Linked DNA regions of Mus musculus: regions 2, 3, 4, 5, 6 and 7 are each linked to region 1. Evidence: chromatin contacts called from public promoter capture Hi-C data. All regions are on one chromosome and are shown on one strand. The core of a region is the stretch at or near the end of the contact, and the rest is flanking DNA. Distances in the headings are between cores, read along the strand shown.

What was found. Promoter capture Hi-C pulls out the DNA fragments that hold promoters and counts their contacts.
Region 2: a contact with region 1 is called in a promoter capture Hi-C map of pre-B cells. The contact joins the promoter of Cenph here to the promoter of Cd180 in region 1. A contact is called at or near these places in 4 of 39 promoter capture datasets (the 3T3-L1 cell line, the C10 cell line, liver and 1 more), 1 of 484 Hi-C or Micro-C datasets (B cells), 2 of 115 datasets of contacts at active chromatin or transcription factors (both in embryonic stem cells) and 1 of 9 other capture datasets (liver).
Region 3: a promoter capture Hi-C map of pre-B cells shows a contact between it and region 1, with 3 times the contacts expected there. The contact joins the promoter of Erbin here to the promoter of Cd180 in region 1. A contact is called at or near these places in 2 of 39 promoter capture datasets (hippocampal neurons and pre-B cells).
Region 4: a contact with region 1 is called in a promoter capture Hi-C map of pre-B cells. The contact joins the promoter of Slc30a5 here to the promoter of Cd180 in region 1. A contact is called at or near these places in 13 of 39 promoter capture datasets (the 3T3-L1 cell line, the C10 cell line, the HPC-7 cell line and 6 more), 1 of 484 Hi-C or Micro-C datasets (B cells) and 7 of 115 datasets of contacts at active chromatin or transcription factors (astrocytes, bone marrow-derived macrophages, embryonic stem cells and 3 more).
Region 5: a contact with region 1 is called in a promoter capture Hi-C map of pre-B cells. The contact joins the enhancer-like site here to the promoter of Cd180 in region 1. A contact is called at or near these places in 5 of 39 promoter capture datasets (the C10 cell line, liver and pre-B cells) and 2 of 115 datasets of contacts at active chromatin or transcription factors (large pre-B cells and pro-B cells).
Region 6: a promoter capture Hi-C map of pre-B cells shows a contact between it and region 1, with 4 times the contacts expected there. The contact joins the promoter of Sgtb here to the promoter of Cd180 in region 1.
Region 7: a promoter capture Hi-C map of liver shows a contact between it and region 1, with 2.8 times the contacts expected there. The contact joins the enhancer-like site here to the promoter of Cd180 in region 1. A contact is called at or near these places in 5 of 39 promoter capture datasets (the HPC-7 cell line, embryonic stem cells, hematopoietic stem and progenitor cells and 2 more), 1 of 15 datasets of contacts at CTCF or cohesin (large pre-B cells), 1 of 115 datasets of contacts at active chromatin or transcription factors (microglia) and 1 of 9 other capture datasets (liver).

The regions. Positions count from the first base shown.
Region 1 is chr13:102,691,557-102,694,868 of GRCm38.p6, reverse strand. Cd180 (CD180 antigen) reads right to left here and starts at 1,311. Exons shown (of 3, transcript NM_008533.2): 1 at 1,080-1,311. The coding sequence starts at 1,169.
Region 2 is chr13:100,774,515-100,777,751 of GRCm38.p6, reverse strand. It overlaps Cenph (centromere protein H), which reads left to right and starts at 1,853. Exons shown (of 9, transcript NM_021886.2): 1 at 1,853-2,065. The coding sequence starts at 1,950.
Region 3 is chr13:103,918,698-103,922,028 of GRCm38.p6, reverse strand. It overlaps Erbin (Erbb2 interacting protein), which reads left to right and starts at 1,443. Exons shown (of 26, transcript NM_001289473.1): 1 at 1,443-1,783. D130037M23Rik reads right to left here. Exons shown (of 1, transcript XM_006517803.4): 1 at 1-3,331. The coding sequence starts at 2,036. The coding sequence ends at 207.
Region 4 is chr13:100,831,887-100,834,896 of GRCm38.p6, reverse strand. Slc30a5 (solute carrier family 30 (zinc transporter), member 5) reads left to right here and starts at 1,470. Exons shown (of 16, transcript NM_022885.2): 1 at 1,470-1,796. The coding sequence starts at 1,720.
Region 5 is chr13:100,808,437-100,811,779 of GRCm38.p6, reverse strand. It overlaps Slc30a5 (solute carrier family 30 (zinc transporter), member 5), which reads left to right. Exons shown (of 16, transcript NM_022885.2): 12 at 345-474; 13 at 2,501-2,696. Among named protein-coding and RNA genes, the nearest start is that of Slc30a5, 23 kb to the left of the region's middle. Within about 2 kb of position 1,724, at least 6 of the 459 cell types and tissues checked have an H3K27ac peak or open chromatin away from gene starts, as enhancers often do. A contact at or near this core is called in pre-B cells and pro-B cells, where this site is marked.
Region 6 is chr13:104,108,212-104,111,248 of GRCm38.p6, reverse strand. Sgtb (small glutamine-rich tetratricopeptide repeat (TPR)-containing, beta) reads right to left here and starts at 1,508. Exons shown (of 11, transcript NM_144838.2): 1 at 1,280-1,508; 2 at 60-179. The coding sequence starts at 159. Nln (neurolysin (metallopeptidase M3 family)) reads left to right here and starts at 1,635. Exons shown (of 13, transcript NM_029447.2): 1 at 1,635-1,833. The coding sequence starts at 1,793.
Region 7 is chr13:101,523,560-101,526,414 of GRCm38.p6, reverse strand. No RefSeq gene overlaps it. Among named protein-coding and RNA genes, the nearest start is that of Gm36475, 15 kb to the left of the region's middle. Within about 2 kb of position 1,459, at least 27 of the 459 cell types and tissues checked have an H3K27ac peak or open chromatin away from gene starts, as enhancers often do. A contact at or near this core is called in liver, where this site is marked.

The sequences.
Region 1 (3,312 bases), core at 62-2,561:
TTTCAAGATATGATTACAGTAAAATGAGGAATGCTGGGTAGGTCCTGAGCCAGCATGACTAATGTCCCAATAAGAGAAAATGAGACACACTTAAGCATGGGGAGAGACACAAGAGGACAACCAACGATAAGCCAAGGGAAAGTCCTCAGAGGAAAACAACCTTGCTGTTACCTCCATCCTGGATCTCCAGCCTCCAGAAACGACAAACAATACATTCCTACTGTGTAAAATCCCTCACTCTGAAGCTCTGCTTCTGGAAACCCAAAGAAACTAATATAACATCCCTGCCTTGGATTTCCCTGGTATCCTATTTCTGCTCAGTCTGGGAGCATCCCGAGTCTACCCAAATCCAAGGCTAACAAGCTTCTGTTTATTTCTGCTCCAGACTTTATTCCAGTCCTGGCTTTGGGTTCAATTTATACCCTTGACTTCTAGCTATCCCTGGCCTACATTCTCCTTTTGGTCTCCAAGTAGGAAAGCGGCTAACCGAGCCATCAAGGCTCACAGTCTTTTCTGTCTTCGCCATTTGTCAAGCAGGCCCACGTGGACTGGCTACTGGCCAGGGTCAAGGACAGTGGTAGGGAGGTTTAAGATGGCAAAAGATCGAGGCCATTCTCTCTCTCTCCATTCTCTTCATGGTTTCCCATGCATTGATAAATATTGTTACAGTTTAAACCAGAAGGTTTGAGTTGCCTCGGGTCTCAGATTTACTCTGGTTGGTTAGTCCTACAGATGGAAGGGTTTGTCTAATTGGAGGAGAAGATCAATCTGTATTCACAATGATCCTTATAAATTTTCTGAATCTTGGCATGAGCCTGTCTTTACTAGCCCTTCTCAAGACAGCTAAGAAACCAAAGGGTTCTGTGGGGAGTGACCATGTCCTAGGACAGTGGACAAACAGCTTTAGGCATCAGGATTGAGGGGATCTGCTCTTTGCACCAAACCCCTGATGATATCTCCCGTTGTCCTTTTCAGGACAGTAGAGACTGCGAGCCAAAGCTCAGATGAATCTGTATACGATATCTCAAGTTTTTCAGCAAGTGTCAGCAGCTGGGTAGAGACAAATAGTTTGGACTCACCTCAATGCACTTCTGATCTGAGGATGTGGTGGCTCGGCAACTGGCCAAGAAGAGGGCCACTAAAAAGAAGCAGCTGATGTCCGGAGCCATCCCAGGTCCAGAGCAAGCCCAGCTGCGTAGGATTATCTAATGCTCAGAGCCAAGCAATCTAATCACACTCTAATAGCCCTGGCAATTTGGCAGGCAATGAAGTGCTCAGAAGGTCGATCTTAGAACCGAAATGCTGGGAGCTGCTCAGCATTTGTGGATCTGTCATGCAAAAGGAAAAAAAAAAAAAAAAAAAAAAAAGGGGAAGTTCTTTTTGCATACCAACCATCTTGGCCAAAAATAACTAAGAGCCCTACCCCATGATGGCCTACTGCATTTCCTGTCAAACACACGGATGAGTTGTGCAGCTCTCTAGAATCTCACTACGATGCTTCCCACTGCGTTGAAGCCAGTTTCAAGGGGTTTGGGCCACTTAGCCAATTTCTAGTCTCTATCCTTGTGAGAGTCTGTGGATGTAGGAATTTGCTGCACTCACAATGGACACCACTTCTTCTAGCTGTCCCTGTGAGTGGTTAGGAGAAGGGTAGAGCAGGGCAGAGTGCTTTCCTGCAGCAAACCTGAGGGCTTTGACACTGGGGACTGGGGCAGAAGGAGATAGGCCCAACGGTCCTGCTAGCTGAGTGAACCTCATCTGCTTCCTGGACCACTGCTGTTCTTTCTGTGGACAGATTACTTTCTCTCTCACCCTAGTGACTTAGGACTGTTAAAATGGCTCAGGTGAAAGCCCCTTGTCTGGTTTCACAAAAGGCTCAAAGTTAAACAAGACAGCTGGAGCAGAAATAAGTATATCAGCTTGGGGTCCCTTTTGCCTTAGAAATAGCTTTGACATTGAATAAGTCAGTTGTTAGAGTGATTTCTTAGCATGCATTAAACTTCCAAGTTTGATCCCCAGCATCCCATACAACAAACAGTCATGGGCATACCCACCAGAAATTCAGCATTCCGGAGATAGAGGCAGGAAGATAGGTCACTCAAGGTCAGAGGGAGTTTGAGGCCAGCCCAGGTTACAGGAAATCCTTTCTAGGGGGTGAGGGGAGAAAAAAGCAATAGGGGCAGTAATTATTTGGAAGATCAAGGAGTGGCAGGGAGAGAAAAAGATCAAGCATTTACCCAGTGAACTTAGCTACCACAGGTCTTTTCTGACCTTGAACCGGTTGATATATGGGGGATAGCTGGTGTTGCCTTCTAAAACAATTGAATAGACTTGAATAGTAGACAGGACAAGGGATGTTCACTCCTCTCTTTCAGCAGAGGCTGAACAGGGGCAGGAAAAGCTTCTCCTTTGGGCTTCGTTAGGGATGTTCTCAGTAACGAGGCGTTCCATAAAATGCCATCCTCACCAACAAGCATACCTCTGAAGATGCTATTTGCAAAACATGATCTAAGCCAATAAAGGTGCATGGCAGGGCACTTTACCTCACAGAAGGCACCCCTCACAGTGAGGAACCAAAGGGGCTAAGCCTCAGGTCCACTGCTGGCCATCTGAGTGACCTCCAAAAAAGACACCACAGTTCCCTGGATGTAGTTTCTTGTCTGTAAGACTGGGGCTGTTGTGCTTATATCACATGGTAGTTATGAGGATCAAAAGGGATCATTTGTAGGAAAACGCTTTCTTAACCTTAAAGCCCTGCATAAACATAAAGAAAGCAAAGGGACGGGATGTGGGCTGTGAGCCACCGATCCCAATGTCATGTAAATATCACTCTCAGGAAATTGTCTCCTACCCCAGAGACACTGAAAAGGTGTATTGCTTTCTGTCTTGAAGAAAGGTTTGATGGCTCCGTTAAGGCCATAAGATTTTGTCATTTTTCTGAGGCCATGTCATTTGCATATGATTTGCGTGCGTTTGCATAATGGATTCAAAAGACTCCCTGCCAGTGTATAAGAGTAAAAGAAAAATAAATGAATACGAGTGACCTTCTGCCACAGCATTCAAATCAAATATTCAGGGCATAATACCCTGAAATATGAAATAGATTAAAATTTAAACTATTGCAAACAGATAGGAAGATAGGTTTTGGAGTTCAGAAGCAAGAATGAAGCCCTTATTTGGTTCCAGATTGTATAGAATCACAGTCCCCTAAAGGTCACCCCATTCAAACGATTTTCATGCCTCAGTTCTCCCCTCCACAGCCCTTGGCTCCACCGCTGTGGTTAGACAGGCTGCACTGTTTTTCAGGCTTCC
Region 2 (3,237 bases), core at 604-3,103, 1.9 Mb after region 1:
ACAGAATTTCAAGCAGTCTTTCTAGTCCCCTGGCGCCTAATATCTGTGCCTCCTCTCCAGTGTTCTTCAGTGCAGGCGTTGTTGATAACATGAGCTGGGCTGGGGCAGGGCTTGTTCTGCATTTGATTGTGGTTTTCTGTGGACATAAAGATAAACATTCCGAATTGGGTGCTTGTGTGAGCTGCCTCTCCAGGTGGCCTGGACCTCAATCCTTCTTCTCCCTCCTAAATGCTGGAATGTTTTACTCTTCCTGCCTCTGCTTTGCTTCTGTGATACGGAGATGGTGCTAGGGATTCTAATTCAGGCCTCTCACGTGATTTTGTAACAACTTGACATATACTTAACAGCTGGTGAGGTGGCTCAGCAGATAATGCTGACTGCTCTTCCTGAAAGTCCTGAGTTCGAATCTCAGCACCCACATGGTGGCTCACAACCACCTGTAATGAGGTCTGACACCTTCTGGTTCGACTGAAGATCTGGTTCAACTGAAGACAGCTACAGTGTACTTATTTATAATAGTAAATCTTTGGGGCTGGAGCAAGCAGGGACTGAGTGAGGGGTGGGGGCTGACTGGAGTGAGCAGAGGTCCTAAACTGATTTCCCAACAACCAGATGAAGGCTCACAACTATCTGTACAGCTACGGTGTACTCATATACATAAATAAATGAATCTTTAAAAAGACAAATGGCAGCTGTAGTACTTTGATAACAGGACTGTGTTAACAATAAGCATGGTATGATCAACTTGGACAAAAGCTATGAAGGACCACAGCCCTCCCCTTCAAAGAGCTGCTGTTTTGTTTGTTCTGCAAGGACTTATCCCTCAAGTGACCACGCAAGGCTCATGTACAGCATTTTCGCCTCTCAACGTCAAGGCTCAAGTGTCAAGTCAGCGACACTGGGGGCACCCAATTCTCAACGTGATTTCTAATCCCAACCCTCTGACAGGATCTTGACATGTTCTCTGTCTCATACTCACTGTGTATCCTAGGCTGGCCTCGAACTCATCACATTTTTGCCCAACCTCCTGCTCTAGGATTGCAGATACCCTTTCCAGTTTCTGATAGAATTTTCACTGATAGTCGGATGGAGTACCCGTGCCAGGAACTGAAAGGGCGTGTTAGTGGCATGGTAAAGTCTGGAGAGCATGTGCCAGCACTGCCTCCTGGTTGAGGCATTCATTTCTCCACTAAACTAAAGGTATGGCCCTCAGGAGTTATAATAGGGACCCCAGATCTGTTCTCGGAACAGCAAGAAAGCCTTTCAATATAATATTGCAGGTTCACAGTACTTGGAGGATTGATAGTCCAAGATCGGCTTTGGCTGCATGAGACCCTTTCTCAAAGTGAGAGTAGAAGCTAGAGAGATGATTCAGCGGTTAAGAGCACTGGCTCTTTGGAGGACCCAGGCTCGATTCCTAACCCCCACATCAAGTGGCTTACAACTGCGTGTAACTCCAGTTCTGGAGGGAATTTGATGCAGGGCAAACCCATTCTCCAAACCCTGACCTGGAGTGTAATAATAGGGGCAATAATAGCGCCAGCCAGGACGACTGTTGACATCTGTTTAAGCACTAAGTTTTACCCCTCCGGGCCACGCTAAAGATACAGTTTAAGTTATATCCTAAGTTTTCTCAAGACACTAGGCATGCTAGGTAAGAGTTCTACCACTGAGCCCCGTCTCCATCTATCCCTACCCACAGGCTTCGATGGCCTGTGTTGGTGAAAGTCTTAGCTAGAGGAATAGAATCAATTGTGGAAAGAAGCCTCAGAAAAGGAACGCAGCACGGTAACCACGGCAACCCGCTGCAAGGGGAGAAGCAGAAGGAGGGACTCAGGGCGGAAGGGGCGGGACCCTTCCGGAAGGGTAGGAACTTCCGGAAACCAATTTCGTGGCGGGAAGAACTGCTGGGTTATTTTCTGTGGCGTTCAAACCTGCGGGCCTTTGCAATGGAGGAGCAGCCGCGGGAGAGGTCTGAGGCCGGGGCTGAGGCCTGCGAAGAGAAGCGGGGTCTGTCGCAGGCCGCGGAGGAGCGTATCGAGGACCGTATCAGCCTGCTGCTCAGGTGCTCCCGGCGGGCATCCGCCCCCACTCGGGAGGCTCAGGGTTCCTATTCAGGTTCCCTGGCTGATTTAGGGCTCCGAAGCTTGCGGCACCATCAGTTTCACCGCTTTAGGCCTGTCAGTGGGGAAGAGAGCCGCAAAAGATGCCCTCCGCGCAGAGAGGCTAGTGGGCTGGGGTGGGACATTCTGCAGGAGGACGTGGCGCTGTGCCCGTCTTGAGCCAGGCTTGCGACCCGGCCTCCGGTGCTGTCTTGCCACTGTGGTCCGGGCTGGCTGAGCAGTACCTACCGCCAAGTTACAGGACACAGTCCACCTTGAGGACCAAGACCCTTTGCTGACCAGAAGCTTCGGTTGTTTATCGTCCTACCAGGACGATGATGCTCCCCAGTCAGCAGTTTTTAGAGAAAATTTGGCGGCCAGAAACTTTAGTCTAAGGCCTGGACCAAGTTTATCCTACTGCCTATGGTGAACTCTTCAAGCTAAGAAAAGCAGCGTCTGGTGTATGCGTAGCAAGAGCCATACAGCTCAACTACAGCATAGTTTTTCCGTATTTAAATAGAGATAGGAGCCAAACATTTTGTAATGCATGAAATCTAAATGTTAGTGTTCATACAGCTTATTGGGACACAGGTTTCTGGTACAGGGTCAGAGTTACATAGTTAAAACAGGCTATATGACTGCCAAGTCCTAAATTATTTGCTGTGTGGTTCTTTGCAGAAAAAAAAATTTAACAGGTTTTTTGCAGACCTTTAAAATGCATAACAAAGGGTTGGAGAGTTGGCTCAGTGGTTAAAGAACTTGGACTGCTCTTCCAGAGGTCACATGGTGGCTCACAACCATCTGCAGTGGGGTCTGATACCCTCTTCTGGTGTGTCTGAAGAAAGCAATGGTGTACTCATATACATAAAATAAATACATCTAAAAATTTTTTTAAAACTCATAACAGACTTGTTTTGAATTTTTGAGACAGGGTCTTGCTGTGAAACACTGGCAGCCTATAGCTGGGTGGCGGTGGCGCACGCCTTTAATCCCAGCATTTGGGAGGCAGAGGCTCGGATTTCTGAGTTCGAGGCCAGCCTGGTCTACAGAGTGAGTTCCAGGACAACCAGGTCAACACAGAGAAACCCTGCCTCAAAAAAACAAAACAAAACGAAACGAAACAAAAGGAAAGGCA
Region 3 (3,331 bases), core at 194-2,693, 1.2 Mb before region 1:
GTTAATACAGCAGAGTGGGGGTGGACGATGGTTTGCCCAGAATCTATTCCATTCCCTCGGGTAAAACAAGGATGTTCTGTCTGCTAACATACTTAAAGCAGTAACTGTAAAAACGGCAATGTTATGGTTGAAGCTTTCTAAGCCATATGTGTTGACAGAATGCTTAAGTCTCTCTCTGCAATAAACGCAAACCCTGCCAGGCAGAACTACCAGGGCCAGCGCGACTGACTGAACGACTGCACGCCCGAAAGCGTAGGGGCTGGAAGGCTTCGCGGCGCTCGGAGTGCATCCAATGTTTCCTCTAACAAAGGCACCGTCTTGAGGCAATTTCGCGGGCCACGCTCCCCGCCTCCCAGCACCAGCTTTGTCTCCTCGGAGGGGCCCCCGGCCGCGTCGCCGCTTGCAGCAAGCTCGGAGGCCGGCCCGGCGTGGGAAGAAGCTGCACGGAGCAGCGGCGGTGGTTTCCTGCAACCTGAGCGTGCCATTAGAGGCGTCGGAGTGCTGCAGCTGAAAGAGATACCTGCTGCCTGGAAATCGGGGCTGCACTCGAACAACCTCTTTGCACCAATTACGGTCGTACAAAGAAACTCGATCGGCCCGGGCGGCGGAGGCCTCGCGGGGTCGTGGGGGGCGGAGGGGAGCCCGGCGGCCCGGGCCTCGGGAGGGTGGGTGGCGGGCCTCCCGCCGCGCGCCTCCCCGCCGGCCCGCGGCCCCCGGCCCGCGCCCCCCGCCGCCGACGTCGACCGCGTAGACCCCGTGCGCGCTGACTGGCTCGCGCCGGCCTTCGCCTGGCTGTGGGCGGTTGGGGCGCCCCCGCGGGAGCCCGCCCCGCCCCCGTCGCCGCCGCCGCCGCCGCGCGCAGCCTCGGCCCCCTTAGCCGCCGGGGCGGTGGCGCTGTTGCCGCCGAGGCCTGTGAAGCAGAAACTCCCTCCACCCCGGCCCGGCCCGGGTCCGCCTCCTCCTTTCTCTCCTCCGCCTCGCCTCCCCTCTCCGTCTCCCGCTCGAGAGTGAAGGTGGCGCGGCGGCGCGCGACGCAGCCTGGGCCCCCGGCGCGGGCCCGCGAGCTCCCGAGGAGACCGCGCCGCCGCGGCCGCGACCGCAGGGAAAGAGGACGGAGGAGAGCGCAGGGACGGCGGCGGGAAGCCCGGAGGGTTCGAGCGCGAGTGGCAGAGACAGGGCCGGCCGGTCGGACCGCCCGACGGACGGTCGCCTTCCAGCCTGCGCGGCCGGTCGGCTCCGGCTCGGAGCGGCGGGGGCCGGGCGGGCGCAGGGCGCGGCCGGCGCACTCGAGACAATACCCGCGCGGCGCGGCTGTGGGGGCGGAGGCCTAGTGCGGCCCAGGCCGGCCGAGCTCCGCGTCCTCGCCCCCCGTGGGCCGCGCGAGGTTCCGCGGCTCGGGGCGGGCGCCGTCCCCTCCCCCTCGGCGGCGCGGCGCGCCACCCCGGGGTTCCGGGTTCCCGGGCCCCGAGCTGGAGCCTGCTTTTCACCCAGGCAGGAAGTGAGTTTCGCACGGCAATTCCGGGCGGTGTCACGAGTGAAAAGTTTTTTCCTTCGGCGGAGAAGCGAGCCGGGGCTGGGAAACTCCTGACACAAGTCGCGAGCAGGAAGCCAGCCCGCACCCCAGCCCCCACCGGAGCAGCCGCACTGCTGCGGCCGGCCGGGCGGCAGCTCCACATCCGCCTCGTCCTCACGGGAGCCTCGGCGGGGCCCGGAGCCACTGAGGAAGGGCAGGGAACCATGTCAAGCCGAGCCTCGGGACGGCTGCCCTGAGACACCCTGAGAGGTAATTTCTTTTCTTTCTTTTTTTTTCTTTCTTTTACGGGAAGCGTCGAGCCAAGTTCGTGGGCCGGAAGCGACGGTACTTTAGTCCACCTCGCTCTGCCCGACTCGTCTCCCTTCTTTCTCCCGTGCCTTGGCATTTTAGCCGCCGAATAGTAGAACTGATTTCTCCCCCTCGCCCCGTCTACCGTCTGGATTCCTTTCTTTTTAAGACGGGGATTGTAAGAATGCGGTGGGACGAAAAGTTTTTCAGCCATCGGAAGAAAGAGTTCCTTTGTTGAGCAGGAGGGCCAGAAGTTTTAGTGCTCCGGGACGTATACATTGTATATCAAGTTGCTGAGGCTGGCAACTTTTGTTTCCGAAGAAAGTTGAGTCTTCTGGCTGCGGGGAGAGATTGATTCCCTCTCCCTGAGATGGCTGCCACATTTGTTTATGTTGGTGCCGATTGTTTTGGTTTTCGCGTTAATCCTACGCGGAGGTCGTTTCGGTAGAACACGTCTGGTTCTTTGGACTTTAGAAACCGGCTGCCTGCCATTCCCGATTGCTTTTTCTGGACAGCGAAGGCGCCGCTTGTAGTAGTAGTAAGTCGTGCGTTCTTTTCAGTCAGTAGCTTAACAGTGCTTGTTTGGTTACTTGATTGAAGAGTAGCTGCTAGATTTTTCTTGAAACTGGCGTTCTAGGAAACAGAATGTCGTAAAGATTAGGGATGAGGACGGAGAAGGATATGGCTACAAAAACAAAACAAAACGCCAAACACCTGCAAGTAGTTGATTGGTCAGGACTTGTATGCAGTTCCGAATAGGAACAACACTGGAAGGGAAGCGAAATAAAACCCTTAAAATTTTCAGAAGAGTCACACTGTGCGGAAAAAGCGGCGCTGTTTTGCAGTTGTATGTGTGTTGGCCCATCTGTTTTTGTTTGCTTCTGCCTAATAAGTGATAGGTACGGACTGTTCGGGCAGGAATTCGTGAAGCATGGCAGACATTCCACCAGTCAGACCTAGGGACGCTTCTGAACCGATGGAGTTTTCTTTATGGGTAGAACTAATTTTGGTTGCAGTAAACCCTGCTGTCTTTTCCCTTAGTAGTGTTTCAATTGTGTGTGTCTTTTAAAGTTTAATTTGCTCCCCCTGCCTCCAAGTACTTTTGTGGTAAGGGAAGTGACAGGTAATACTGTATTTTAAATAAATATTAACTATAGGTAGATGTAGCTTAAGCTTAAATTGGTGTTTAATCAGATATTACCAGAATAATTACCAGAAACCTGAGGAAAAAGAGTTGACTTCCTTTAGTTCAAAAGAAGAAAGGTAGGTTTTAAAGATCAGGATCAAGTGAGCTCACAACTTGTTCTTGGCTGTTTGGCTTTCATTAAGTACATTTCAAAAGGAGAATCGTTCCAGTATTTATGTTGTTGTGTTATTAGGGCCTGGTCTCTAGAGTTTTTGTTTTCATTTTTATTTTATTGGTGAGATTTGTGAGCCATCAAGCTATTCCTGTTAAAAGTCAGATTGCTTTATGAAGGAGTTTAAAGTGCATGACTGGTGGACTTTATG
Region 4 (3,010 bases), core at 221-2,720, 1.9 Mb after region 1:
CTCCAGACTTTAACATGTTACACTGTCAGCTGAGTCTTGCTCTCAGCTTGCTAACTACTCTCTACCACAGATTAAAGGTAAAGCCTTTGCTAGCTTGCTCACATACATGTCACTTGGACTCTTTGTGTGTGTTCAAATTCAGTAGAATAGTATCAACTAATTATGATTTGTCCTTCTGGAAACCCCACTTTCTCCTTCAAATCACCAGTCCAAACCTCCCTCAGTAATAATAGCTAACACTTACTGAGTAATACTAAATGCCACTCACATTCCCTCTGAACAGCTTTATAATATAGATATTACTATTCCTACTTTCCGGAAAGGGGGTGTGTGCCTATAATGCCAGCACTTGGAAGACAGAAGCAGGGAGACCAGAGTTCCAGTCCGTCCTTAGCTATATATCAAGTTGGAAGCCAGCCTAGGCTACATAAGACCTTGCCTCTATATAACAACAACAAACGACGAACGGGAGGAAAACTAAACAACAGATAGGTCAAGTGACTACAATTGTTTATTTCTTTTCTTGTTCCTTTTGAGACAGGATCTCACCTTGTAGTCCTGGCTAGCTTAGAATTCAGTATGTAGACCAGGCTGGCTTCAAACTGCCTCTGGCTATAATTGGGATTAGAAGCATGCGCCACCATGCTGACCAAGATGTCCACAATTATTGAGACTCAGACCAATAGAGACCCAGGTACCTGTAAAAAAATAGCTTTTATATAGATATGTCTACACTAAGTAATATCATTTCAAAGACAGGATTGAAGAAAATCAATATTTTTAGAAAGGGAATAAAATTGTTTACAATAGCACACCTGTAGCCCCTTCCTTCTGTGTTCCCTCTCACACACTTGAGCAGGTTAGCCTGTACTCCTGCCCAACAATTAAATCCACAAGCAGTTGCCTTTCTCCATTGTTTTAGCCTCCCACTCTGCGTTATCGTATCATCAGAAATCCAAAAATAATAATCTCTTTGTGGGAGTCACAGGCACTTCAAAAAACTTTTAGCTTTCTCATTAGAAAAAAAAAAAAAAAAAAAACAAAAAAAAACCGTTAATGCACTTGAGTTAGCAACGCCTATATGTGGCTCACGCCTGAAATTCATCATCCAGGTTTATGAGGCTAGCCTGGGCTACATGCTGAGTTCTAGGTCTATCTGGGCTACAAAGTGAAGCCGTTTAAGAAAGAAGAACCCTGAAGCAAAGGGCTAAGCTCTGTTTGTTAACACAAATATGCATTTTCTAGGGGACCATCCATCCATCCCTCGAGCGAGGAGAACACGCTGTAGCCAAGATGGACCTTAGGTGGCGCTGCAGGGACCTCTTAGGGGCTTCTCTTGAAGACGCGAGGAGGGGGCGGGTCGAGCGGAGCCTTCCCAGCGGTGGGAGGAGCCTGAGTGAAGCGAAGCCACGTGTCCACCAGCGCGCAGGCGCAGGATTGGTCACTCCCCCGGGAGTGAGGGCTGCCGGGGCGGATGACGTGGCCCGGTAACGTTCCTGCCCGTACGGCCTCCGGGGAACGGCGCTGCCGGAACAGCCCGCGGCCTAGTCCCGCCCAGCGTGCGTGTGCCTGCTTGCCGAGCCCGGGCTAGCGGCGGAGACTGCCGAGCTTGCGAGGACGCTGCTGACATGGGGGAGTGACGCGCCTGCGCCCGCGCTTCCGCAGCGGCGGCGAGCCATGAGGAGAGCCCGCGGCGCGGGCAGCGGCTCCTGAGCCTGCATGGAGGAGAAGTACGGCGGGGACGCGCGGCCCGGGCCCGGCGGTGGCCTCGGGCCGGTGGACGTGCCCAGCGCCCGGTAAGGTGGGATTCCACGGCCGCCGGCGGTGCGGACAAGCTTCCCGCCTTGCTCGGACCCCGCGGGCTACCTCTGCGGTCCGTGGCTTGAGATCGGCGAGCGGGCGGGAGTCTGGGCTCGGGACGCACTGCCTGCCAGGTTCCAGTCCCTAGAGAGAGAGGATCTGAATGTCCCTCCCTGCCACTTAAGTAACGCAGGGCTCCGTAGCCTGTCCCACGGCTCGCCCAGAGGATATGCGCAAGGTGTCACCGTCTCAGGCGAAGAAACCAAAGTACAAGCCGATGAACTTGGGTATACAGCACAGCAAAAATGCAACCCTGTCATCGAGTTTTCGTTGCCGTGGTTTTGTGGGGAGAGGTGGGGGCTTATTCTAATAGTACGAAATGTACGTTCCCCCTCTCCCCCAAAACTCATGCCGTACGGGGATTCGTAGCGTGGAAATTCTTTACTTTTCCTCCAGCCTAAATTATTTTCCTTTTCCTAAAGCCTCTAGCCAGTTGTGCCCTTAGGTCCTGTCCTAAGTTCTGAGGTGGTGTTAAATAAAGCCCAACAATTTCGTTCAAACTGGTTAGCAGTATGTACGATGAGATTTCGTGATTGTTTTTGAAAAGGTTCTTAGACCGTGGTTACAGCGATACCAGCTAACTTTTGTCTGGGGGGGTGGGGGTGGAACCCATATGCCGAGTAGAATTTAAACCAACTGCGGGATTTGCAGAATGCATTTGGTTTTCTGTCTATTTTCAGCAATTCATTTATAGCATGTCACGTGTCAACCAGTGACCATAAAACAGCTAGATGCAGAAGGGGCTAGTGCTATGGTTTGGTAATAAAGGGAAGTAATAGAAGGGACAAGACTAGGTCAGGTCACAAAATTGGACTATGGAGACAGATTAAAGTATCAGATCTTTGTTAAATTTCCTGTTGATAACTCCAGATTTCATAGCAGAGTTGCCATATTTTTAGGAAATACAAGGGTAAAATGTGATATACTTCATTTACTCTCAAACAGTTCAAGGATGGGGGGGGGGGGAGAGTGAGAGTATAAATAGTTTAAACGTGGTAAACATCCTTTGCCAACTTACCTGTATTATTTGCTTGGCAGAGTTGCCCTTCTATCGTAGGTTATTACAGAATTCAAATTTTGACTCAGAGCTGGCTGAATTTCAAGGGATTTCAGGTTTCCAGAGTTTTCTGTATGCTCGAGCACTGGATCT
Region 5 (3,343 bases), core at 475-2,974, 1.9 Mb after region 1:
TTGAAAACTGAATGAACCAAATATACAAATAGTTTTGGTACAGACAGAATCTGTGTGCCCTGAAAGATACAGTACATATTAGAGGTTTAGAGAGAAACAGTTGCTAAAAAGTTAGATAAGGCTCTTTGTAAGTAGGGCATAAAGAAGGATTTTGTATATATAAAATTTTACAATGTTTAATACTATTTTTAATATTACTATTATTCGTATTTTAAATTTTGATAATTTTACAGTATTAGTATAAAAAGCTGGGCTTGTTTCCTCACTTTTTATTATAAGCTTATAATGTTTATATTTTTAAAATATTTGTCATTTCTTTTCTAAAAAATATTATGTGTTTTTAGGTATGGCCGAATAGAGATTCTCTCTGGCTTTATTAATGGGCTTTTTCTGATCGTGATAGCATTTTTTGTGTTTATGGAATCAGTGGCTAGACTGATCGATCCTCCGGAACTAGACACAAACATGCTGACAGTAAGTCTTCCTTCTCCTGTTTAAGCTTCCACTTGGACGGCTTTTCCTTACCAAGGTTAGCTAGTTACCATATAGTATAGTTTAAATTTTGTTTAGATCAGCATAACTTCATTCTTAGTGCACTGTCTCCTTTATGTACTGTTTCACTTTCTGTGGTTTTGGTAACTAGTTTATCATGGTCTATTAAATGAAAAATCCTTTAAATAAATTTGAGGTTTTTGGTTTTTTGGTTTTTTTGAGATAGAGTTTCTTTCTCTGTGTAGCCCTGGCTGTCCTGGAACTCACTTTGTAGACCAGGCTGGCCTCAAACTCAAAAATCCGCCTGCCTCTGCCTCCCAAGTGCTGGGATTAAAGGCGTGCGCCACCACACCCAGCTCTAAATTTGAGGTTTTAAGTGATTGCATACATACCTTTAATCCCAGCACTTTGGAGATGGTCAGAAGAACTCTGGCTTTTTTGGTGCATTGCATTGTTGCAGTGGGTCTATTCCATTACTTTTGCTTTTAGTCTCCTAGGCCTGACTTGTACTTTATCATAAGTGTGTGTATGTAGAACAAACACTGCATATTGGGCAGTGTGTACCATTCATAGCTCAGGCACACAGTGAGATCTTAAAATTTATGCCTCGACAATAAACAAAGACTACAATGTTTACATTGTTACTGCAGACTCTTAGAAATTAATCCTTGCTGGGCATGGTGGCGCACGCCTTTAATCCCAGCACTTGGGAGGCAGAGGCAGGCAGATTTCTGAGTTTGAGGCCAGCCTGGTCTTCAGAGAGTTCCGGGACAGCCAGGGCTACACAGAGAAACCCTGTCTCGAAAAACCCAAAAAAGAAAAAAAAGAAAGAAAGAAAGAAATTAATCCTTTTCTCAAAGATCTTAGACAAATATAAGGTTATATTACATATATAAAACATACAGGTTCCTTTATGACTTAATTTTTTTCAAAGTTATATTTTTAAATAACTGAGGGCATTTGTACATTCTTAAAGATAAAATCAGAGAAGAATATAAAAATTGTACAGACTTCCCCAATAGATTATATAAGTATCATAACACCTTTAGTTGTTCCTGTCCCCGGCCCTGTGGATGTCCTTTCCTTCACTCTGCCCTTATGAGCCCTTGGAGGTTTGCTTGTTTTTGTTCTGTTGGAAACTTGCCCTAACAGTCACTCTTCTCTTCCATCCCCACAGTTTCCCAGGTGCTTCCTGTCAGTATCCCTGCTGTATCTCCTTTTAGCAGCCCTGACTTGAGGTTGCTGTTTAGTCAGTCATTCTTCATACTAAGATGTATCTTTAAGACCCTGAGTTGTGTATCATTAAGTCTTTTATGCTGGCACTTGGATTTTTAAGTATGTGTAAGGCATTTTGCCTGCATGTATATATATACCACATAGCATGCCTAGTGCCATGGAGGCTGAGAGGGCATAGGGTCCCCTGGAACTGGAGTTATAAATGGTTGTGAGCCACCATTTAGATCGTGGGAATTAAACCTAGGTCCTCTGGAAGAGCTGGCCAGTGCTTTTAATGACTGAGCCATCTCTCCAGCCCTCTAGTATTGACCTATAGTAGGAAAATAAACAATTAATTCTCAAATCATTAAAAGTAATTTGGAGATTTGGTTAAGTTGTACAGTTGGACCAAGGATGTGCCTGTCTGTCTGTTTTGAGCAGGGTCTCACTAGGTAGCCCTGGAATTCACAGAGATCCACTTGCCTCTGCTTCCTGAATGCTGGGATTAGAGGCATGTGCCGCCATGCCCAGCCAGGATTTGCCATTCTATATCACTTAAGTTCAAATCCTTGTACCATTTTTTTCTGGTATCTGAAAGTTAGAATGTTCCTTCCAAAATACTTTACAATTCACATTTTCAGCATTATAGATTTATTTGGGTAATTTAGTGAAGTTTACTATGAATAGTTTCTAAAGTCACAGTAGAAAAACATATAGCTATATAATAACTTTTAAATAGCAACTTTTTTTCTAAGCTTTAAAATTAAAGCTTTTCTTTTCTCCTTTTTGCTAGCCAGTTTCCGTCGGAGGGCTGATAGTAAACCTTATTGGTATCTGTGCCTTCAGCCACGCCCACAGCCATGGCCATGGCGCTTCTCAAGGAAACTGCCACTCTGATCACGGCCATTCACACCATGCACATGGACACGGCCATGATCACGGTCACAGCCACGGCTTCACGGGTGGAGGCATGAATGCGAACATGAGGGGTGAGTCCTTGGGGAGTACTGTGCTGCCTTTCAGCTGGCTCCTGAGCTGAGGCGCTCACTTGTTTCCATTAAATATCGGCCTTGTGCTGTCAGTGCTCTAGAGGCCTGGGACCTGGGGAAATGGAGCCAGTAATGAGGCATACTAAAGTCTCACGCAGTGATCAACTCTGTTTGAGAGCCCTGTGGTTACCCTTGCAGAGGACCTGGGTTCAATTCCCAGCACCCACATGGCGCTCACACCTGTCTGTAACTTCCAGCTCCGGTGCTCTGACACCTTCACATAACGTACATGCAGGCAAAACACCAATGACATCAAATAAAAATAAATGTTAAAAAAGGAAAGGCTGTATACAATCACAATGACAAGCTGCACGTGGAAAAACATGGTTTTCCATAGAGGCATATAAAGGATAGTTTAAACATTTAGTTGAATAATAGCAGCAAGCAGTAAAGATTACTCTGAAGTAAACTCACTCCTATCCACTACACCTCGGAGGAGCACGAAAACACATTCCAAGAACAGTTCCATGTTTTAAAGAAACTGAGGTCACCCTGTTCCAACATTGGGGTACAATTACTACTCATGATTTTTTTAAAAGATGCCTAAGATTATAGCTCAGTGAAAAGTATTTGCCAAGTATGCCCAA
Region 6 (3,037 bases), core at 259-2,758, 1.4 Mb before region 1:
GGATTGTAGCTATTTTAGTATTTCTTTACAAAATTAGGACACAAACAATAGGTGCCTACCTTCCAAACTTTCTTGTTCATCAGAAGTATATGCATCCATCTGACTTTGTTCCCGCAAGAAACGAATAACTGCATAAACTAGGGGCTTCACAGATGACATTTTAGACGCTTAAATATCTCCTTGATTAAAAAAGAAGAAGAAAATAACAAGGGTCATCCACCAAGTTCAAAGCAATAAAAGCAAAAATATTCATTACCTTGATTACTTTTCTCTCTTTAAAGGGTCCAGAAAGCACAAGTGGTTATAGTCATGTATTCCACATGCTCATTCAGACCCAGCACTATTCAACTATGTTAAAGCTTGCATCAGTAAAAAAATAAAAATAACAAAGACAGATTTTCAAAACATGTGTAGCAACGCCTAGAGCTCACCGTGTCTTAACAGCATATATGATACAGATACAAGAAAGTATAGGAGTGCAGACATATGGAGAATCACCCTTGAAAGGCCTCGCTTCTAAGTTGAGGGAGATCTCGTACTGCTGACTCAGAATGTGAGCCATAGTGAGAGCATCTTCCTTTATTCCAAGAGATTTTTTTTAATGTATTAATCATTTATACTCTACTACTTTTGTAGGTTAAGAGTCACTTGCTGACGACAAGGCTCTGTGGAAAGGTTATTCAACCATTGAGTGTTATTGTTAAAACCCGGCGTTTCTATTTAATCAGTACACTGGTCAGAAATCACCGTCTAACCCGATAGATAGTACAAACCGATCTGCCCCTGCCTGCAGTAGCTGTGCTCTCGTGGACAAGCTGGAAGCTCCTGGCCGCGTTCATTCACATGGAATACTATGCATCCAAACAGTGGCGCAGGGCCAGGTGGCATTAATGGCTTATTTCCACTAAATCGTATCAGCAATCTGCTCCCCGGGATCCCTAATTCACAGCCAGGGTGTGGTACCCGCTTCTAGGATGTTTATTAGCTTTGTACTTCTTTTAAAGGCGAATCTACTCCCTAGGCCAGAGAGGTTATTTCACTCTCTGACTAAGGACCCGGGGCAGAAGAGGGAAACAGAATGGGGGTGGGGAGAGCTGTCCAACCTCCTCCAAGCTTCCCCTCCTACATCTCCAATCACATCCACCTCCCACCCCCATGGTTCCCTCCCCGTTGTACCCCGGCTTTGCCTCAGCCCAGACAGTGTTTGCAGGGGGTGCGCGGTGCAGGCCTCCATCTGGGGCTGCGGGAGACGCACCCTTTCCAGAGAGAAGCCCCTTACCACGAGAGGACACGAGATGACGGCTGCGGGCCCGGGGGCGTCGGGAAGCGGGTCCGCCTGTCCCCGCGGTCCTCGGGGCTTGAGCGGTGTTCTGGATCGCAGAGGGGGCCACGGCTCCCAAACTTCCCCCGCTCCAATGCTGCCGCCGCCGCCGCCCCCTCAGCCCACCCGGCTGCTCGCAAGGCTCTCGGACGACAGTGCTTGCTGGATCCGCCCCAGGGGCGGAGCAGGGCACGGAGGGGTGGGGTGGAGGCGGGGCAGAGAGAGGGGCGGGGCGATGGACTCGGGGCGGGGACGGAGCCGGATGCGGGGCGGGGCTAGGGGCGGGGCCACGGCGTAGGCGTGGGCCTGCAGCACGTGGGAGGGCGCTGGCTAGCGGCCTCAGTCTCGAGATCTGGTCTGCTCCGCTCTGCCCGCTCTCGGCTTCCGGGCTCGCAGACTCCACCGCCCGCCTCCTGCACCTACCAAGCCGGAGGACCACGCGCCAGCTGCTGCCGGCCTCCCGGCCTGCCCATGATCACCCTGTGCCTTTCGGCTCTGCGAGGCCTCCACAGGTACTCTAGTGGGCGGGTTAACCTTGACCGTGGGCAAGGGTGGGGTCGTCTGTCGACGACAGCCGTGGGGCCTGGTGCAGCCCTACTACACCCACCCAGGATGCCTCTGGGACTGTTCTTTCCCTCTGCCTGCTTGATGGACTCTGTAGGGACACCTGGTGCAGCAACCTGGGGCCACCTTTCCCTTGCCGCTTCCCCCAGGAGGCCGTCCTTTCCCCTTTGTTTGGGATTGCTTCAGCCGCAGTCTGTGAGAATTGTTGGGTTCACAGACCCAACCCAAAATAAATACGGAAGGATAGACCGACGCGCCCTTCAGACCTGCGGACCTGATACAGAGAGTGCCGCAGCTGTGGACTCCAGAAAGCAAGCATTTTCGTACGCACCTCATGCACTTGTTAGCGGTCCAGGCGTTTAATATACACCCGAGACCGCTTTGGTTTTCATACTTATTTCCGTCCTTGCTTTCTAACTTCATTTTTATATCCCTCCTTCCTTAAAACATTCGATCTCTTAACCTGGCAAATTGACTTGGTCCAGAATTGTTGCTTGGACACGGTTTGAATTGCTTCCTAGCGCTCTAACCACACCCCTCTGCAACAGACCAGTAGCAAAATGGTGAGAGAATTAAATTCTTTGCACGGATATGCCGGGTTTTCGGGAACAAAGCCGCCACCACCTCCCATTGCCAAATCTGCCTTACACTGAAATTTCATGTGAAAGTTCAACGGGGAAAAAAGAACTTTGTGGGGTTTGTAGATGTGCACACAACTATTTCAACCATCAGCATTTCTGCTTTTCGTCATTTTCTATTGTGCTTTGCCACTCATCTGCGTGGATCACTGTGTTCCTTAGCCCTTGTGCACCCAGGGGACAATAGTGATTCTTCAGAGTTCACCTGATGACTGTGACCATTATTTGAGCAAGGTTTGTTGTTTTCTGGTCTCCAGGCTGGAAGTGGTAAAGCTGTCAAATGAAGTTCTTTTTTCCATTTAATGGAAAGCAAGAAGAGAGAATAAATTTCCATTATAACGCTGCTAGCTCTCTTTTCTAACTTTTTAATATTAAGACCCCTTTACCTTTAAAAATTGCTGAAAACCTAGGAACATTAATTTTGTTGTTGTCGATTATATCTACCGATAGTTAACCATATACAATTAAAACTGGGACATTCGGGCTGGAGAGATGGCTCAGTGGGTAAGAGCAC
Region 7 (2,855 bases), core at 210-2,709, 1.2 Mb after region 1:
GAAAACAAACCACAAGACCATATAATCTCTAAGTCTGAGATTCTTGGCTTTAAAGCATTTTTTACAATTGCTGATATTCTTTGACAGTGAGTATTCCTTGTAAACAGAGGTGGGTTTTTTCCCTTCCCCTTCTAGAGCAGGGGGAGGGAAATCTCCTACAGGCCAACCCAATGTAGAAAATCCCTCATTGATACATTCTTTCCAAGTGATGAAGGTTGTGCCAACCTAACAAACTAGCAATCACAGGCATATAATGTATACAGGGCATAGAATTGTCTTACTCTCCATCTCAGCCCTCTCTTCTATCACTTCCTCCTTTCCTTAATTTTTTGTTCCCCTAGACAATTTCTCTTCCATTCTTATTTAATCTATGCATAATATAATTTTAGGGGACTACAGAAAATCTAGGCACCACAAAGAAAAGGAAACATATTTGTTTTTCTGAAACTGGTTTAATTCACGTAATATATTTATCCTCAGTTATATCCATTTTTTCTGCAAATGACATAACTCCATTCTTCTTTATGGCTAAAAAATTCTAATATATATTCTATATATCTAATATATACATGTGTATGCATGTATGTGTGTGATAGTTTCCCACATTCTGCTGTTCTTGGACATCTAGGCCAATTCCATAACATAGCTATTGACAATACTCCTATAGTAAATATTGATGGGCAAGTATCTCTGTAACTTGGTGGGTTGAATAGGAATGGCCCTCATAGGCACATATATTTGAATCCGTGGTCATTAAGGAGTAGTATTACTTGACAGGGGTTAGGAGGTATGGCCTTGTTGGAGGACATGTATTACTGGGGATGGGCTTTAGGGTTCCCAAGGCTCAAATACTCGGCCAGGCCGAGTATCTCTCTCCTTCCTGCTGCCTACCAACACAGAAGTAGAACGCTCTGCTTCTCCAGCACCATGTCTGCCTGCATGCTGCCATGCTTCCCGCCATGATGAGACTGGACTAAGCCTTTGAAACTCTAAAAGCCATCCCCAATTAAAAGTTTTCCTTTATATGAGTTGTCATGATCATTATGTCTCTTCCCAGCAACAGAACACTAACTAGAACAGACATGCTGACTTGGTGTCCTTGGGGTAAATAACTAAGAGTGATATAACATAAATGATTAAGTAGTAGGGTGTATTTCTAGTTTTCTTAAGTGACATCTACACTGATTTCTGTAGAGATCTGACTAGATTGCATTCCCACCAGCGGTGAACAAGGGTTCCCTCCTGCTGTTTGTCTTTTTCCAAAGGGGGGTTGTGTTTTCTTTATAGCTGAGCACTGGTTTCCCTCTTCCAAAACTGGCTATATGTTCCAGGGCAGAGAGCTTTCTCTCTGCCCTGGAGAGAAACTCTGAAAGAAATTGCCTCAGAGTTCAGCTCAGAGGACAGCATTGCTACACTAAGCAGTCCAGATCGAAAGAACTTTCGCATTGTTTCAGTAGAACCAATGTCCTCTTTTCCCTGACCTTGGCCACCTGTGTGCTGGAGCACCTAATGTGGGAGAATTAGTGGATGGATTGTCCCATGGCAGAACTGCCCGGGGAGAATCTAAAATATACAGCAAACCTCTGACAGACCACAGCCACCTGAGAATGAGTTTATTACTGTCTTCAACTAGGTCCAACTTAACTCTTTCCTTGTCTCTTCATCTTTATTTTGAGGCCATCTTGAAGGCTACGCTCTGCCTCTAAAATCAGCACCAAACCAAGTTCCTCATTCTAAACCACCCAATCCGGCCATCTTTAGCACTTGGTCCCTATTTTATACTCCTCAGTTTTATTATGGTTCAGCCCATCATTGCTGATAATTTGGGATAGACACATGCAGTAGCAACCCAGAGGAAGGCTTAGTGGGAAGACCTAACCCTACCTACCGTAGGCCCTTCTCCTGGCCCTGGGCCTGCTTCATTAATTGCACAACTGGGCACCATGAGAAACACATGACTGCCATCGACATAGACAAAGAAGGAAAATATGAGCCATCCATTTGGCAATAATGTTGGCATCTTCCTCCCTTCACGCTGCCAAGGCCTGACCAGAAAGATCTTGGCCAGCTTACTGCCTGGTGTAGTCAGTCTAGACACAGGGTGGCTCAGGTCATGGTATGTAGAGCAGCTGTGGTGAATTCTATACATACAAGTAAAGACAGATAAAGGTTCCTGCTTCCTGTCTCCTGTGGAGACACAAACTAGAGTGAAGTTTAAACTGATGGAATTAACCCCTCATGGACTTAGAAAAGTTTTATATTTTTTAAACTTATAATTTGCCTCAGAATAGATATTATATTTTGATTTTCTTTAGAGTTTCATTAATATAAGAAAAATAGATTGTTTACTGTCCACATAAACCATGTACAGTCCTTTTGAATAAGGAAAGTAGACAAATATGCAAATAAATGTTAAGTAAATATAGAAAGATGTGTGTTATGTTTGCAAGGAAACCATGTCCTTGGTCTCTATAGAATGTCAGTCCAGTGGCCCAATTTTGAAAGTAGCTTAAGGAAACAAAGATCACACATACCTACTAGTCTCATTTGTCCTCTCCCCGAATTTAGCCTTCAAGTTAAATGTTATTTCCCTTATTCTGTAAATGAGGAAACGGAGGCTGCCCGAGGGTTGTTCTAGGTCACAATGAGTAAGTGACTGAGTTAAGGATTGACCAGACTCTGCCAGACACCAAAAGCTCATTGCTGTCAGGTTGTCACTAATTTGAGCAACTGTCTTCTCCCTGAAGTGTACACCCAGGGACATTTAACAACATTCCAAGATGAGGTCATCAGGGAGAGCTTGGTCAAGTTACCATTGAAGAAGTCCTCTCATCCATTTCCCAGAAATCCAAGTT